3 separate regions of the Urocitellus parryii genome follow, and regions 2 and 3 are each linked to region 1. The links are chromatin contacts, called in public Hi-C maps. All regions are on one chromosome and are shown on one strand. Each heading gives the region's core, a stretch centred on a gene start, on an enhancer-like site or on the middle of the called end of the contact. The rest is flanking DNA. Distances are from core to core; before and after follow the strand shown. Region 1 holds the start of Nemf (nuclear export mediator factor). Region 2 holds the start of Vcpkmt (valosin containing protein lysine methyltransferase). Region 3 holds the start of Dnaaf2 (dynein axonemal assembly factor 2).

The links. A called contact is a pair of places that touch in the nucleus more often than the background predicts.
Region 2: a Hi-C map of liver shows a contact between it and region 1, with 5 times the contacts expected there. The contact joins the promoter of Vcpkmt here to the promoter of Nemf in region 1. A contact is called at or near these places in 2 of 2 Hi-C or Micro-C datasets (liver and muscle).
Region 3: a contact with region 1 is called in a Hi-C map of liver, with 8 times the contacts expected there. The contact joins the promoter of Dnaaf2 here to the promoter of Nemf in region 1. A contact is called at or near these places in 2 of 2 Hi-C or Micro-C datasets (liver and muscle).

The regions. Positions count from the first base shown.
Region 1 is chr6:60,135,895-60,140,958 of mUroPar1.hap1, forward strand. It overlaps Nemf (nuclear export mediator factor), which reads right to left and starts at 2,890. Exons shown (of 33, transcript XM_077800246.1): 1 at 2,782-2,890; 2 at 1,934-2,002; 3 at 1,696-1,798. The coding sequence starts at 2,840.
Region 2 is chr6:60,357,310-60,362,373 of mUroPar1.hap1, forward strand. Vcpkmt (valosin containing protein lysine methyltransferase) reads right to left here and starts at 1,911. Exons shown (of 6, transcript XM_077799852.1): 1 at 1,625-1,911; 2 at 1,419-1,529; 3 at 1,180-1,252. The coding sequence starts at 1,890. It overlaps Sos2 (SOS Ras/Rho guanine nucleotide exchange factor 2), which reads right to left. Exons shown (of 23, transcript XM_026391068.2): 23 at 2,416-4,247. The coding sequence ends at 3,753.
Region 3 is chr6:59,965,992-59,971,055 of mUroPar1.hap1, forward strand. It overlaps Dnaaf2 (dynein axonemal assembly factor 2), which reads right to left and starts at 3,007. Exons shown (of 3, transcript XM_026391088.2): 1 at 166-3,007. The coding sequence starts at 2,238.

The DNA of each region.
Region 1 (5,064 bases), core at 1,640-4,139:
AATAAAATAAAAAAGGGCTGAGAATGTAGCTGGTACTGGGGTTCCATCCCCAGTACCCCCCATAAATAAATAAATACATAAAATAAACTTTAATAATTTAATAACTTTGTGAAAGCTCTTATAAAATGGGAAACACCTAATCTTTAATCAAAAACAAATTCTAAGTTGCTGGGGGTAAAGTTCTTCTCTATAGTCTCTACTGAAATAATACAATGCCATAACAAATTTCTAAAGAACAGGGGAGAAGAAGGAAATTAACACATATGCAACTCTAATACGTGTCAAGCATTGTGTTAGATACTTTACCTGTTACTTCAATTAATTTTCATCAATAACTCTGAGGGAGTTACTAACCACATTTTACACTTAAATAAACTAAGTTCTGAAAGGTTAAATAAGTTTTACAGGTTAAAAAAATATTTAGTGGCAAATTAATTAATTCAAGTTTAGGTATATCTAACTAAAAAGTCAGTCTTCTATATATCACATGAATTTTTAATATATCGTTGTATCATGGGTAATATGTCAGGCATGGTTGTGTATGCCTGTAATCAATCCTAGCTACTTGGTAAGCTTAGGCAGGAGAATCACAAGTTTCAGGTCAGTCTGGGCAATTTGGCAAGACCCTGTTCCAAAATAAAATAAAGAGTAAGGGTGTAGCTTAGTGCTTGCATAGCATGTGCAACGGTTCAATCCATAATGCTCCCCATCTTCCCCCCACATACACAAAAAGGGTCACATGCCCACAAACGTAAAAATCTCAATTTTAATACTAAAACCAAAAACAAAGAGAGAAATGAAAAAATAACAAGATTTAATGACTTGGTAACTTTTTTTTTTTTTAATTTTTAGTTGTAGATGGACATGACACCTTTGTTTATTTATTTTTATGTGGTGCTAGGGATCAAACCCAGTGCCTCACACATGCTAAGCGAGTGCTAGGCCAGTGCTCTACCACTAAGCCACAACCCCAGCACCTTGATAACATATTAATATCATTAAGTATTCTACCAAAATACAGATCGGGAAGAGGGATACAGTCCACAAAGGTGAGCTCTAGGTGATAAGACTAGGGGGAAAAAATGGGGAGGGGCTGATCATAGAAAGCCAACAATGTCAGGATACTGGGTATGAATTCAGAAATTAGAGCATCATATCAGGTGAAATAACTAATGAAAATGTCTAGCATGCTACAGCGGTACACACCTGTAATCCCAGCAGTTTAGGAGGCTGAAACGGGAGAATGGCAAGTTCAAAGCCAGCCTCAGCAAGGCAAGGCACTAAGCAACTGAATGAGATCCTGTCTCTAAATAAAATACAAAACAGGGCTGGGGATGTGGCTCAGTAGTTGAGTACCCCTGACTTCAATCTTAGTACCCTCCTAAAATAAGAAAATTAATGTTGTCTAAGAGAATTGTTTTGAAGGAGAGAGGAGGAGTACAGTTAAGGGGCTATACAGTTGGTTGGGATAAAGACTGAACTGGAACTTGATTGTGGAAACAGAAAAAAGACTTGTAAGATAACAGGGAGAAATCAATAAACACCTACTTTATTCATCCCATTACCTATTAACTATTCCCTCTACCTTTATCTGTGTTTTATTCATAACAGCATAGAAAACCCAAACAGTTTAAAAACTCAATTGTTAGTTATCAAGTCCTTAAAATTTAGCTCCCAACATAACTTAAAATTTACCTTCATGGCAAAACTAGATGGCATCATATTCTTTGGCCATTCAAATTCTGTTGTGTGAATCCGTATGCCAGATTCAAGTAAAAGTGTTGCTTTAAAGTCTGGTCTATAGAAGAAAAAAGGTCAAATTTTTAAGGGAATTTGCCAAAGTTTACTCTATAAAACAGATTTAAAATGTGGATAAGAAAATCAAAAATCTCATAATTACCAAAGAGAAAACAAACCTATAAAATTTTCTTACTTTTGAAGACGAATAAGATATGTCTTATTATCCACATCATAAACATTGTTTACTCTCATTCCTAGCAAGCTGAAAAGACAAAAGAAACATGTAACAAAACACACTATTGTTTGAAACATAAAACTACGCACAGTTTAATTAAAGCTGCAAAACAGGAACTCTTCAGCTTTATCAAAGTGGGAGTCCAGAGACCATTAAGGCATTCTGTCCGAAACTTAAAGCGTAACCACTTAAGCACAGAAGTGGTCTGTCAGCCCTGGGAACATCATAAAATGCCTCGCGTCTTTGAAATAACTCACTCCTTTGGGGCGGGGGGTATAGTAAAATGTAACCAATTTATGACAAAAAGAGAAAAAAGACAAACGAGGCCCCCGGAAGTATGACAAAGGTCACTCAGATGAATAATACGAAACAAGACCAGAATCCAGGTCTCAGTCCATATCTGCCAATGCCAGTTGAAACAGCAAGGTTAGCTTTCTCTGGCGTGAGGGCTGTTGAGGAAACCAGGCCTCCGGTCTGGAAACCAAAAACAGAGGACCAACTGGCGTCTCCGGTTATTCCAAACATTTGCTGCCAGACCAGGGTCGACAAGGCGAGAGCGCCGCAATTGCGGGACAAAAACAGGGCGCAGAGGGCTGGAGAAGGGGTCCGCGGTCCCTGGGGCCTCCCGGGTGTCCTGAGGGCAGCAGCAAAGACGCCACGCGCAAGCCCACCCGGGCCTAACCAGGTCCACAGAACAGACTGGAAGGCAATAAGGGGACACATCAGGCTGGTCTTGTTTTCAACGTGGGGCCCCTGATCTGCTTCCTGCAGTTCTAGCAGGAGCCTAGCCACCTACAGGACCGTACCTAGCATTCAGCTCCGCCAATACGGCACGGAGGTCAATCGTGCTAAAGCGCGTCTTCATGGCGAGGCGTTGAGTGTCGCTACCGCAGTTTTCTCCGCTGCCAGCCTGACTCGACGCCGCTACTCTTCCGCGCAGGCGCACTTGAAGGAGACCTACGGTCGCCCTGAGGATCCAATATTCATTGAAGGGAACCCGTTTGCGTATTTGTCTGAAGAATTAACTATTAAATTACAATCGACTCGCTTTTTGTTACACCAAGACAATTCGAAATAAATAGATACAAACTGTTCTCATAAATCTGCATCCCTTCCTCGAACATTTACGGGCCACTCTGGTTACCCTGTCCCCTGGTTTGGGAACTCAATCCAGCCTCCATAGTGACTCCTGCTGGTCATAACAATTTTTAAGGGGAATATCGGGAGAATTCCCCCCGGTAGACGATAGGGCTCAGTATAGAAGAGCAATGACCCTGGATTACTTAAACGTGTCGAATTTGTAAATGTAAGGAAGCCGAACTGTTTCATTCATCCTAAAATTGTCTTCCATGATCGAGGAGAAGCCTGAAAGAGAAGTTACTATTTTCATGGGTACTGCTCTGCGACAGAGCATTTTGCCTCATCCAACCCTGGTCTCGGTATCCCCGAGACTCGGTGTAGAATCTGGTATACAACTGGGGCTTCATGAATTCTCGTTACCCTGAATAGTCAAGTGTTTCACTAGATAATGATGAAGTAAGATAAACCTAAAAATAAGATTTCTCACTTTGTGGGGGATGGAGGATGAAACAATGTGTGAAATTAATAGTCATGCAAAAAAAAAAATATAAATAGGCAAGTTTTGGTTGTCTTAGGGTAAATTCATGGGAAGAAAGACCACTTTAATTGAGAACTCAAAAGACCCTGGGTCTCACTATGTTGCCTAAGTTGAGCCGCAGTTGCTATTGACCACTGCAATCCCACTGTTGATCAGCACAGGAGTTTTTATTTGTTTATTTTGTTCCTGGTGATTGAACTTAACCACTGAACCGCATCCCCAGCCCATTTGATTCCCCCCAGACAGGGTTTCCCTAAATTGTTCAGGGCCTTGCTAAGTTGCTGAGGCTGGCTTTGAACTTGCAATCCTCCTGCTCCAGAGTCGCTGGGTTACAGGTGTTTCTGACTTGCGATGGTTCACCTCCTTAGGCAACCTGAGGGCCCCCAGCTCCTGGGCGGTCACCATGCATAGCGCACAACTCCTGGGGTAAAAAGATACCTCTGCCCTAGCCTCCAGGCATAGAGCAGAAAGCGCCTGGGCTGAGTCTGAGGGCCACACATCTCCGCAACTAGACTCCCTACCCTTAGAAAGTGACACTTAAGATGAAAGGGTGTGGTATAGATTCAGAATAACCCAAGAATTATAGTTGCGAAAGGGGCTACAGTACATATGGCACAACATAACTTTGTCATATGGCACAATATAACTTTGTCATATGGTACAGTAAGCCAAACAGAATTCTCACAATTTGTAATAAACCTTTGGAAGGTTTAAGAAAGATGAAGCTGAGATGATCCCAGTTCAAAGTGCCAAATTGAGAGGACTAATTGTACATAAAAGATACTAAGTTTACCAAGTTTGTTGGCCTGAAGTCCTTCCCAAACAAAAAACTTTTTTCTTTGGAAAAAAAAGCGCCCATGAAAGACTCCATGTTAAAAGAGAAAACACTCATGTGCTTCTTTAAAAATAAAAACTGGGATTGGGATGTAGCTCAGTACTCCACTGCCCACCCTCCCAAAATGAAGCACCTTATTACAAAACTCTCACCTTAGGACCCAAGACAGTAAGACAGATGTAAGATATCTGTTTAAGTTTTACATGGGAAAATTGACAATTGACAATTTACACAGGACATTGCTTATTGCTTCCATGTCCGTCAAGAAAAATTGGCATTAAAAGGTATGTGCAAGACTGTCTATAAGAGTAGATCAAGATAAATGTAAAGATCACAAGAAAACTTCATTATTTAGTACTGAATTGCATCGTTTCTATTTTTTATTCATTTCTCAGAAAATTATGAACCAAGGATGATTGAGGATTTGTGGGTAAATGAAAAGCTAACAGGAGATAGGCATGTCATCTTCAAATTGTCAAAGTGAATAGTTACTTGACCCAACAAAAAGTTTGTAGGAAATTATTAATAGACCAGTTATAGGCACCTAGAGCTGTGATTCTCACACTTAAGTGTTCATTCAAAAATTCCTGGTATCATACCCAGAGTTTCTGATTCCTTAACTTTGGCTCAGAGTAT
Region 2 (5,064 bases), core at 661-3,160, 220 kb after region 1:
ATTCCCCTATTATTCATTTTTTAATCAATACAACAAAGTACATGTAGTTAACGTTTTCTAACAATGATTGGTAAACTCCTCTTAATAATTAATTATTGGCCTGGGTGGTGGCTCAGTGGTAGAGCACTTGCTTAGCATGTATGAGGCACTGGGTTCGATTCTCAGCACCGCATCAAAATAAATGAATAAAATAAAGTCCATCAACTTAACTTGAACATGGGTTGGCTCAATGCTCATTATTTTAAATATAAATGATACCCACAATGCTATCATACACCAATATTTAAAGAAAAATATTGCAGTGGCATATGCCTGTAATCCCAGCAGTTTGGGAGATTGAGACAAAAGGATCCTGGGTTCAAAGCCAGCCTCAGCAATAGCAAGGAGCTAAGCAACTCAATGAGACCCTGTCTCTAAATAAAATACAAAATAGGGCTGGGAATATGGCTTAGTTGGTCATGTGCCCCTTAGTTCAATCCCTAGTTCCAAAAAAAGAAAAGAAAAATATTTGGTCTAGTAAATCTTGCCACAAAACCATGAATTTTTTAAAAAATGCAACTTAATTCTCCTGGTTAAACATTTCATTGGGAACAACTAAGGGCAGGGGTGGGAGGCTAAGGGGTGATTTTAGGGCTGGGGATGTAGCTCAGTAGTAGAGCACTCACATGTGTAAGGCCCTGGATTTGATCTCCAGCCCCCTAATGTCTGCCACGCCCAAGAAAGGTTTTTTTTTTTTTTTTTTAATTTTTAATATTTATTTTTTAGTTTCTGGCGGACACAACATCTTTGTTGGTATGTGGTGCTGAGGATCGAACCCGGGCCGCACGCATGCCAGGCAAACGCACTACCGCTTGAGCCACATCCCCAGCCCTTTTTTTTTTTTTTTTAAAAAAAAAGGTTATCATAGCTTTTCATAACAGATCCAAGTGGTAAAATCCTTTAAAACTTTTGAAGAAGCCTCTAATAAAATGCATATAACACTCTTCTAAACATGATTTGTAGGTATATATGAATGTATATACATAGTCTCTTGTGACTTTTGTTTTATTTTTGCTACAACCATCTATCAACCATAGACAAATATCCTGAATTCAGAGATGTTAAAATGTGAAGAAATGTAGTTTCAGAATACAAAAAACAGTTAATAGATTAGAGAGATTTCACTCACTGAACATTTACCTCCTCGTAGTATATGCAGTCAGCCATCAGTATGTAGTCTGGTGGAGAAGGAAAGTCTTCTATTTCTTCCCCCCTTCAAAATGTCAAACAAGTATTTTAAACTGTTAATAATTTAAAATACTCTTGCTTTATAAGCAAGAGCCAATAAGTTCATTTCGTATTATCATGGCTTTAATGAGATGCAATTTAAAACAAACTATGAATTGTTATTTTAAAACAAGCTGAAAGGCCATACAAACCATTTCAGTACCTTGGCTTGAACAGAACCAGTGACAAGATGTTTGTTCATATTAATATTCATCTTCAGCAAGTCTTGCAATTCCTCAAGATCGGTGACCACAACATCTGCCCTATAAAATAACATTGATTGAGGGGTAGGCACATGGTGGGTAACTGGCAATATGAGTTTCAAAGCAAAGCGGTGTCCCCTCCCTTCAATTCTTACCCGAGGGTAGCAGCCATGAGTCCCACCGCCCCCGTGCCTGAGCCCAACTCCAGCACCGACCGCCGGCTCAACACATGGGCCCCGTCTCCGGAAAACCCCGGCGTTTCCAAGTATTTAGAGAGCACAATGGCAGCGTCCCAAACAACGCAACCCACACCACCGGAGTCATACTGCTGCAGTCGTAGGGCTGTCCCATCCCGCTTCTCCAGAACTCTCACAAAGCTCCGCAGCGGATCCTCCACCACCGAATCCACAGCAGCCGCCATCTCTGCCAGCTAAAGGGTGCAGCTTGCTTAGTGACGACTCATTTGTGCGCCGCTCACAGGCCAAGCCTTGAGAGGGGCCCGCGCCTCCTAGTGGCGGACTTGGCACCTCGCGCGTGCGCAAGTCAACAAAGCCCAGAAGGCTGCAGCACCTTGGGCGTAACCCAGCACTAACCGCCCTTTTCCCTTCCTTCTCCTGTAAAACGCGCCTGGCTTAAGGAACAGCTAGTTTAAGTCACTTTCCGAGATAAAACTAATATAATCCGCTCTGTGAAAAAACAAAGCAAACACTGGAGCATTTTTACGTGGTTAGAGATTGACTCATACTGTAGTTACCTTAAATCCAGGCAGCTTCCCAGAGCCTACCAAAGGTGTCTATTATCTTTCTCAGGAAGTTTCCAAGTGTGCTCCTAGTTTTTCCGTATGAATGCATAAAAAGGATTGCTGGAAACTTGCAGCTTGCATTTACCAGTTAAAAATTTTTTTAATCCCTCTAAAATTTACATCATATAAATTATTTGGGATTATGTAGTTTTAAGTTGCATGAAATAACTCAATGTGTGCATACATATATCTACAGTACTCTAATATCCCCTTGTTCTTTACAATGAAAACACATTTTTTAAAAAGTCTTTTAAAAATTAAGACTGAGGTGATTTATTAATCTTGTTAAGAACTCTGATACAAAGCACAGTAAAAGGCCACAGACCAGTAAATAAAGAACGTGGCTTTTGGCTACTTTACAACCACTGCTACAGCCTATCACATAACATAATTTTCATCACTTTGAGAGAAGGTATCCAAATGGCAAATAAAAGTTTTACCCACTTCTGATTAAAAAGTTTAATAAAGCATTAAGTATTTGCTGGTTTAAATATTACCAATCTAAAAAAATATTTTTAAAAAATTTCAGTTAACACAAGATTTATAGAGAAAGTCACTAGGTTTTGAAGGCAAGGCAGTTGGTTCCTATGCCATAAGAACTTTTCCTCTGAACCTATGAATTAGTAAAGTAGCAGATTGTATTATAGACCTCAAGTCATTTAAATTTATATAGGTTATTAACATTATCTTTAAATATACAATATAAACAAAACTGTACATACATGGCATATTAACTTTGTTTTCCAAAACAATAGGCAACTTATTAGCTAAAGACGCCATACTCTGCAAAAACAAAAGGCACATCTGAATGAAATACATGCCCTTTTTTTCCTCTATAATTGGGTTATGTATTCTTTGTTTACATTTTGACAAAATAATATACACAGTGCATTCTATTATTTTCATTCCACATTTCATTTTTGTCTTCAGCAGCAAATACTGGCATTTAAGACATGGCATTAAAGAATTTAAGAACAGTGGGTGTTATTCACAATTCTCCTAGATGTAAAAACTACAAGTAAAAACCTTCCAGAAGATGGTCAAAGAGATTTAAAAATCAGTAACACCATACACCTCTATATTTGTGTAAATTCATTACCTTAAAAAAGGCCTCTATTACTCAAATTTGAAAAATTCCACAAAAGCACTATCCCCTTTCAGTGCAATCAAAGTCACTTTAAACCATATTTTAGCAGAGTCTACAGTGCAAATATAAATTCATTATACTGGCCTTTTGGCAGCACTGAGGATCCAAGACAAGGCAATGCAACTGATCACCTGAGGATATTGGTAAAGGACTTTTGTATTTTATCTTTCCAATTCTTAAAAGCTTATTTGATCAGTAGCATTTCTGTAAGAGCATTATTTGTAAAAACAAAAAATAAAAACCAAAAAACTAAAATACTATGCCTTTTTGAATAAATTAAAAAAAAAAACTTTACAAATACTATTCCAGTGTCAATGACTACATATGGCTAAGGTCATTGAGGAGTTTCTGCATTTTCTACCATAGACAGTCTGTACAATGGGGGATGTGAAAACTCTCGCTTGTAAGTCTTTGGTGGAAGTTTTGGTAGGTGAGGGCTTGAATTCTGCCTTGGTGGAACAGGGGGAGCTTGAGGATGAGCAAGACTGTTGTGATAGCATCGACGTGGTACCCTTGGAGAGGGCGTGCTAGGAGGAGTGCTTGGTGAATTTGGACATGTACTAATGTCTCTGAGCCAGTCTGGATCTCTGTGAAGATGTCCCAGTGGAGGTGGCTGAAGATTAAACGGACAGTTTATAAAGTGTTCTGGAGGTCGAAGGGGAACTGGTGGAGGGGTATCAGGAAGAGGATCTCTTGGCGGAGGTGGAGGTGGACTATGCAGAAGTCCATCAAATGCACTGGTAGGAACAGGAACTCTGGGTTTTATCTTTGGGGGAGGAGGCTGTCTTGGTGGAATAGCAGGAGGGTCGTCATCAGATTTCACATTTCCCTTTAAAACAAAAAGTTATATAACTATACTTCTTTTCTCCTGAAAAACTTACAAGGCAATTTTAAAAGTCTGAAAAATTCTTCACACAGAAGAATTTTTTAACTCGACACACAAGTTAAATCCAGAAGCTCAAAGTAAATTAATCTGGTTTAATTATCAGATTTATAAGTACATTACTTCTAGTTTAATCCAGGGCTCTGTTTAATACTTCTACATATGAGATGTTTTAATTGAAGTCTTAGAACATAAAGCTTCAATTTATCTTATCTTGCTTTGTGTTACTATTTCATAAATTTAAGAAATTCATGAATTTTAATTATAATAACAGGTAAGCAAAAATAATATATAGTTTTGTAGATGTGAAAGGACATGATGTTAAGGAGACTTAATGTCCAGCTTCTCCTGATTAAGCATTTACTTCTACTTTTCCCAGTGACACTCAGAACAGTGGATTTCAAAGGGTCATCCAAGGACCAGCAACATCAGTACCAGTAGGGAACTTGTTAGAAAAGCAAATTTTTAAAAAAATTATTTGTTCTTTTTAGTTATACATGAAAGGAGATTATATTTTGAGATATTATACATACATGGAGTATAACTTCCGATTCTTCTGGTTGTACATGATGTGGAGTCATGTATTCATTTATGAGCATAGGAAAGTTATGTCTGATTCATTCTACTGTCTTTCCTATTCCCATTCCCTGTCCCTTCCCTTCATTCCCCTTTGTATGAGCCAGTGAATTTCTATTCTCCCCTCCCCTCTGCTTATTGTGAGTTAGCAACTGCACATTGGAGAGAACACTGGGCCTTTGGTTAG
Region 3 (5,064 bases), core at 1,757-4,256, 170 kb before region 1:
GATACGTGTAAACCTTCCTGAAAATACGTTTAACAAGTACCAGCATAACGTGAAAAGTTATAGAAAATGCTTTGTTTAGGCTAAATTGAGAGGGAGCCTGTAACAGTAAATTTTAGAAGAGAGATGGAATATTTCAAACATTAAGACTCTAGAAAGAACTGTTACCTCCAAAGAATCTTTGTTCAAACCATAGTACCACTCTCGCCAACGTCCATGGCTCTCTGGAGATTTGGCCAGTACTATCACTGCATTGTTTGAAGAAACGCTAATCTCGGGTTCTTTGGTACTTAATTTATTTTCTGGAGCAAACTGCAAGAAGAAGGAATAAACCGAGTCTTGTGTGGAGAAGCACAGTTTGTACCAGAGGGGGTTCAGATTCCACTGAAGACTTTGAGGCTGAATCCGCGGCACTTGAATTAGCAGAGTCAAGGATTCTTCATCCTGATTACACTGCATAGGAGGACACAAAGGTTCCCTGCTGTCGGTGTCGGGGCCACCCATTGCTGGGTCAGAAGGCTCGCCACCCGGGCCCTCCAGGTCCTCATGTGTCTCTACACTGATATCTCCGCACGCACTCCCTCTTCCTACAGGAGACTCCTGGTCAAGGGCCAGGGATGAAGTACTGGGGGAGCATACGCCACCATCCCCAGGTGAGCTCCCAGCTCCTGGGGACGACTTCTCCTCTAGGCCTGGCGGCGACACCGAGTGCCTACCCAAACCTCGCTCTTCCGGCTGGAGTTCTCTTTCCTCCCCAGCGCGCGCTGACAGAGACGCCACCTCAAGGGCACCTGGGGTGGCGATCCCAGCGTCTACCACCTGGATCCCGTTGGGATCCGGGCTGGATCTCAAGGGGCCCGCTTTCCCCACGCTAGCGGAAGCGCAGGCCACGCCATCAGTTCCGGACTGGCCCCCCGACTCTTCCGGCGCCGCAGGGGGCCCGCGGCGCGCGAATGGCGCCACTGGTAGCGTGACCACCAGCTGCCGCCGGGCCTTGTTGAACTGCGCCTTGCCACGGCTGTCGTCCACCGGGTAGGGGAGCGAGAACCGCAGCCGGTAGTCGGGGTTCCTCGAGTCAAGACACAACAGCTTTCCCGTCACTTCCAGCGCCGCCTGTTCAGCTGAGCGCAGCAGCGGCAGCTCGATGGTGACCACCAGCTCGTGCGGCACCGAGCTCGGGGCCGAGTCCCGGGAGCACCGGTAATCCTGAAGGTCCACGTGGTGGCGCTGCACCACGCTGCAGCGGGGCTCGGTGGGGGCGGGCTGCTGAGTCTCCGGCGCAGGTTTGGGAACCTGGGGCCCCGGGCCGACGGAGCTCTGGGCTGTCGCTGGGTACCGGTAGGGATAGGGAAAATCTGAGAGAGGATCCTCCTTCCTGTTGGGTGGGGCCCGGACGCTCCCCGGAAGGGGCGTGCGCAGCACGGCAGCCTCTGGGGTCCCCTTATATTTAGTCTTCAGGGTCTTGGCGTTCCTGCGGTCCAGCTTGACGCCGAACTGCTTCTCGACTGCCTCCAGGGCCGTGGCGTCCAGCATCTGACAGAAGCGCTTGTTGCGCCGGGCCAGCGCCAGCGTTTCTGGGTGGAACACCACATCGTAAACCTTGTAGCGGGTGCCGCTGCGCCCCGCGTACTCTCTGCCAGGCGCCAAGCTGTACGGCAGGGACCAGTGGCTACCCATCGCCGCGCCACCGCCGTCCCCCGGGCCTGGCCGGCTGCTGGGCGCGCCCACCAGGTCGTTGCTGCATACATTCACGAAGCAGCGCAGAGCCCCGTCCAGGCTGGTACGCAGCACGTGGCCTGGCTCCGGGTGCACGAACCGCACCTCCACTCCGCGCTCACGCTCCAGTGCGGTGATCTCTTCCTCGTAGCGCCTCCGGTTTTCTGGGTCATTGAGCTCCTCGGCGTACTCGGAGAACATTCGCCGGAACTCCGGATCCTGGAAGGCGGAGGTGAGCCGCTGGACCTCCTCTCCGCTCAGGTCCAAATCCTCCAGCGCCGAGGAGGCTGCCGCTTTGGCCATGCTGCCCCGCAGCTCCTCGCCCTCACCCCAGGGGTGATCAGTCCAAGACTGGTTGGGCAGGGTGCCCCGCAGAGTCTCTGGTACGCGGAGAGCGAAAGGGCTGAGGTCGGTAACGGCCGCAGGATTGAGCCTTGAGCAGCGCGTGCTGGTTGCCACGGTAACCCCCACTGACACCCGGAAGGAGCAGCAGCAATCAGCTGGAGGTGCCAGAAACGGCCTCATTATTTCTTCAAAACAAGCAACTACTTGCCGTTTTTTAGATGCTTATGCCAAGATGCATTTACTTCTGCTGTCTATGGTAAAATTGTCATAATTGCCAGTATTGTGTACAAGATCTCATTCATTGTTGACTTTTAAGTTAAAATTTTCACAAACGAGAGACATGAGAAGTTACCTGATCAAGGTTGCACAGCCAGTGTGTTCACAAGCTGTGATTTTTAACCTGACTTACATGTGTTTTTTCACTTTACTAAAACATTTCAATCTTAGTTTTCCTCCTTTTTATCTTCTGGATAATCTGCCATACAGTTTACCCAGTAAAAGCTCATTTAGAGCAAAAGATAAGGGCAGGGTATTCATAAACAAATATGCCAATGAATGTAAAATGTAAAGCTGTAGTTCAGTGGTAGAGCACTGGCCTAGGTTCTCACCCACTTTTATTTAAAAGTAAATAAAATAAAGATATTATGCCCATTTTTGGTAACAGGAATTGAACTCAGGGGCACTTGATCACTGAGTCACATCCCCAGCCCTAGCCCTTTGTTATTTGTTCTTTGAGACAGCGTCTTGCTAAATTGCTAGGGCTGGCTTTGAACTCTTGATCCTCCTGCCTCAGCCTTCCAAGCCGCTTGGATTACAGGCGTGGGTGTCATCGCAACCGGCTACAACTAAAGAAAATTTTTAAAATAATGCAAAATTTAAGATGCCATGTGTCACCTATCAAAATGGCAAAGCTTTCATGATTATTGTTCTCCTCAGGGTGGGAGTAGAATTTTAAGTGTGCTTTTTTTTTTTTTTAAGCCCATATACCCATGGAATAATTGACCCAATACTTATTAAAATAGTATGATTCTAAAAGTTTGGGAAGAATCTAATAGTTCAACAAATAACTGATGAAACAGATTTTGGCAGAGACATATAAGGGAGTTTATGTGGCCATTGTAAAGTATCTTGTAGAAATCCCTCCTCCCTCTTAGGTGCTGGAGATTGAACCAAGGGTCTCATCCCTATAGCATAGGATCTACCACTGAGCTACATACACTTCCAGCCTCAAAGTGTATTTATTGACGGGTAGTTATTTATTCATTGGTAGCTGGCCTATCATTTTTCTATTCTCGGCAACATTTAACACAACAGATGTTGGCATTACCCCAGTGATAAGACCCTTTCTAGATTTTTCTCCTACCTTATATGCTTTCATAGTCTGTTTTGCAAGTTTATTCTGTTCAGTTTCTAAGTAGAGATGCCCCAGGCTGGGACCCTATTTTTTCTCCACCTATACTTGCTCCACAAATATATGTATGCTTACAAATACCAAACTTATATTTCTGGTTCTAACTCTATAGACTCCTTTTATCCAGCTGCTCAAATTTGAGTTCTCCATTTGAACAAGTAATCCTTAGGTCTCTCAGGTTTGAAATGACCAAAAATAGAATTCCTAACTCCTTTTCTTTCCCAAACCTAGGCCTTGATCTCTCAGCAGCATTCAAAGCAGCTTACTATTCCCGTTTGGAACACATTTTTCTCTTGGTGTATAGAACTCCAAGCTCTCTATTTTCCTTCACTTGTCCCTCTTCTGCCAGTTCTCTAAATGTGCTTGTTTATCAGTCCTCTTATCTAGTCACATATCTTCCAAGATGATCTTATTGAGGCTCATGCTTTTAAATGGCATCTATGTTCAGATTAGTTCTTTGAACAGGTTATTTATGCAGTTATTGCACCTACTACATAGGAAAGTAAGTCACTGTTCTAGGCACTGGCACAAAAAAATCATTGTGCTGCAAGGATGTCATGCAACTAATAATCTTGGATGAGTATCACTAACATAATATATTGAAACAATGTAAAATAATACAGATGGCTTGACTCCATTATCTATTAGACAAAATTTGGCTAAACAAATCTCATTGTTAGAAGTCAGGCTACATAACTATGTCAATCAATAACATTAACAGAAAAAAATTTAAAAAGATCTAGTGAGTTCCCTTTTGAGGGGGATGGAGTGTTGTCACAAGAAGGAAAAAGGGGGAATTTCTGGGGTAGGACTGTATCAATCTTGTTATATTGTTAAATTGGCTGTGCAGTTTGTTAAAACTCATTGAGGTGTCCAATGATAATAGGGGACTTTGTGTATCTCATATATTAATTTAAAAGTTTAACAAATTGTTTATAAAAACAAAAATATTTGCCCTCATGGAACTTCAGTGACACCGACACATCTTCAGTCCTATCTGACCACTGATCCCTAAGAGATTTTTCTACCTGGATGTTCAGTAGGCATCTCAAATTAACATGAGCAGAACAAAACTTGATTTTCTCCTCTCAAACCTGTTATTCTCCCAGTCTCAGCAACTAATATTATCCTAGCTATTTAACACCAAAACCTAAGTAATCCTTGATTCTTCTTTAACCTCATCCTGTACTGCCATTCAGTTACAGTTGCCCACATTTTTTTAATCTTCACCATGGTTTTGTAGTTGGTGTTTTCTTCTAGGGTCTGGCTCTATTTATTTGAAGGTAAGCAAGATGAAATCTAGGACTTTGCCTTTCCGGTATTCCACTGGATTCTCTAGGACCTAGAACATGTTAGGTACTCATTTAATGAATAAATACAGCACAGTGAAGAAAAAAGCAAGTTTATTATATAGACAGTGATTCCCAAAATATCTCTGCAGGGAAAAAAAAATGCACAGAAAAAAAAAAAAACACATTAAGAAATTTGACAAGGAAGAGAGCCAGCGAAATGAGACTCCGATGAGAATTATGGACCCAACACATACACACAAGCCTGTCCCCACACATAATTTCACATAAAACTTTGAAGGAGCC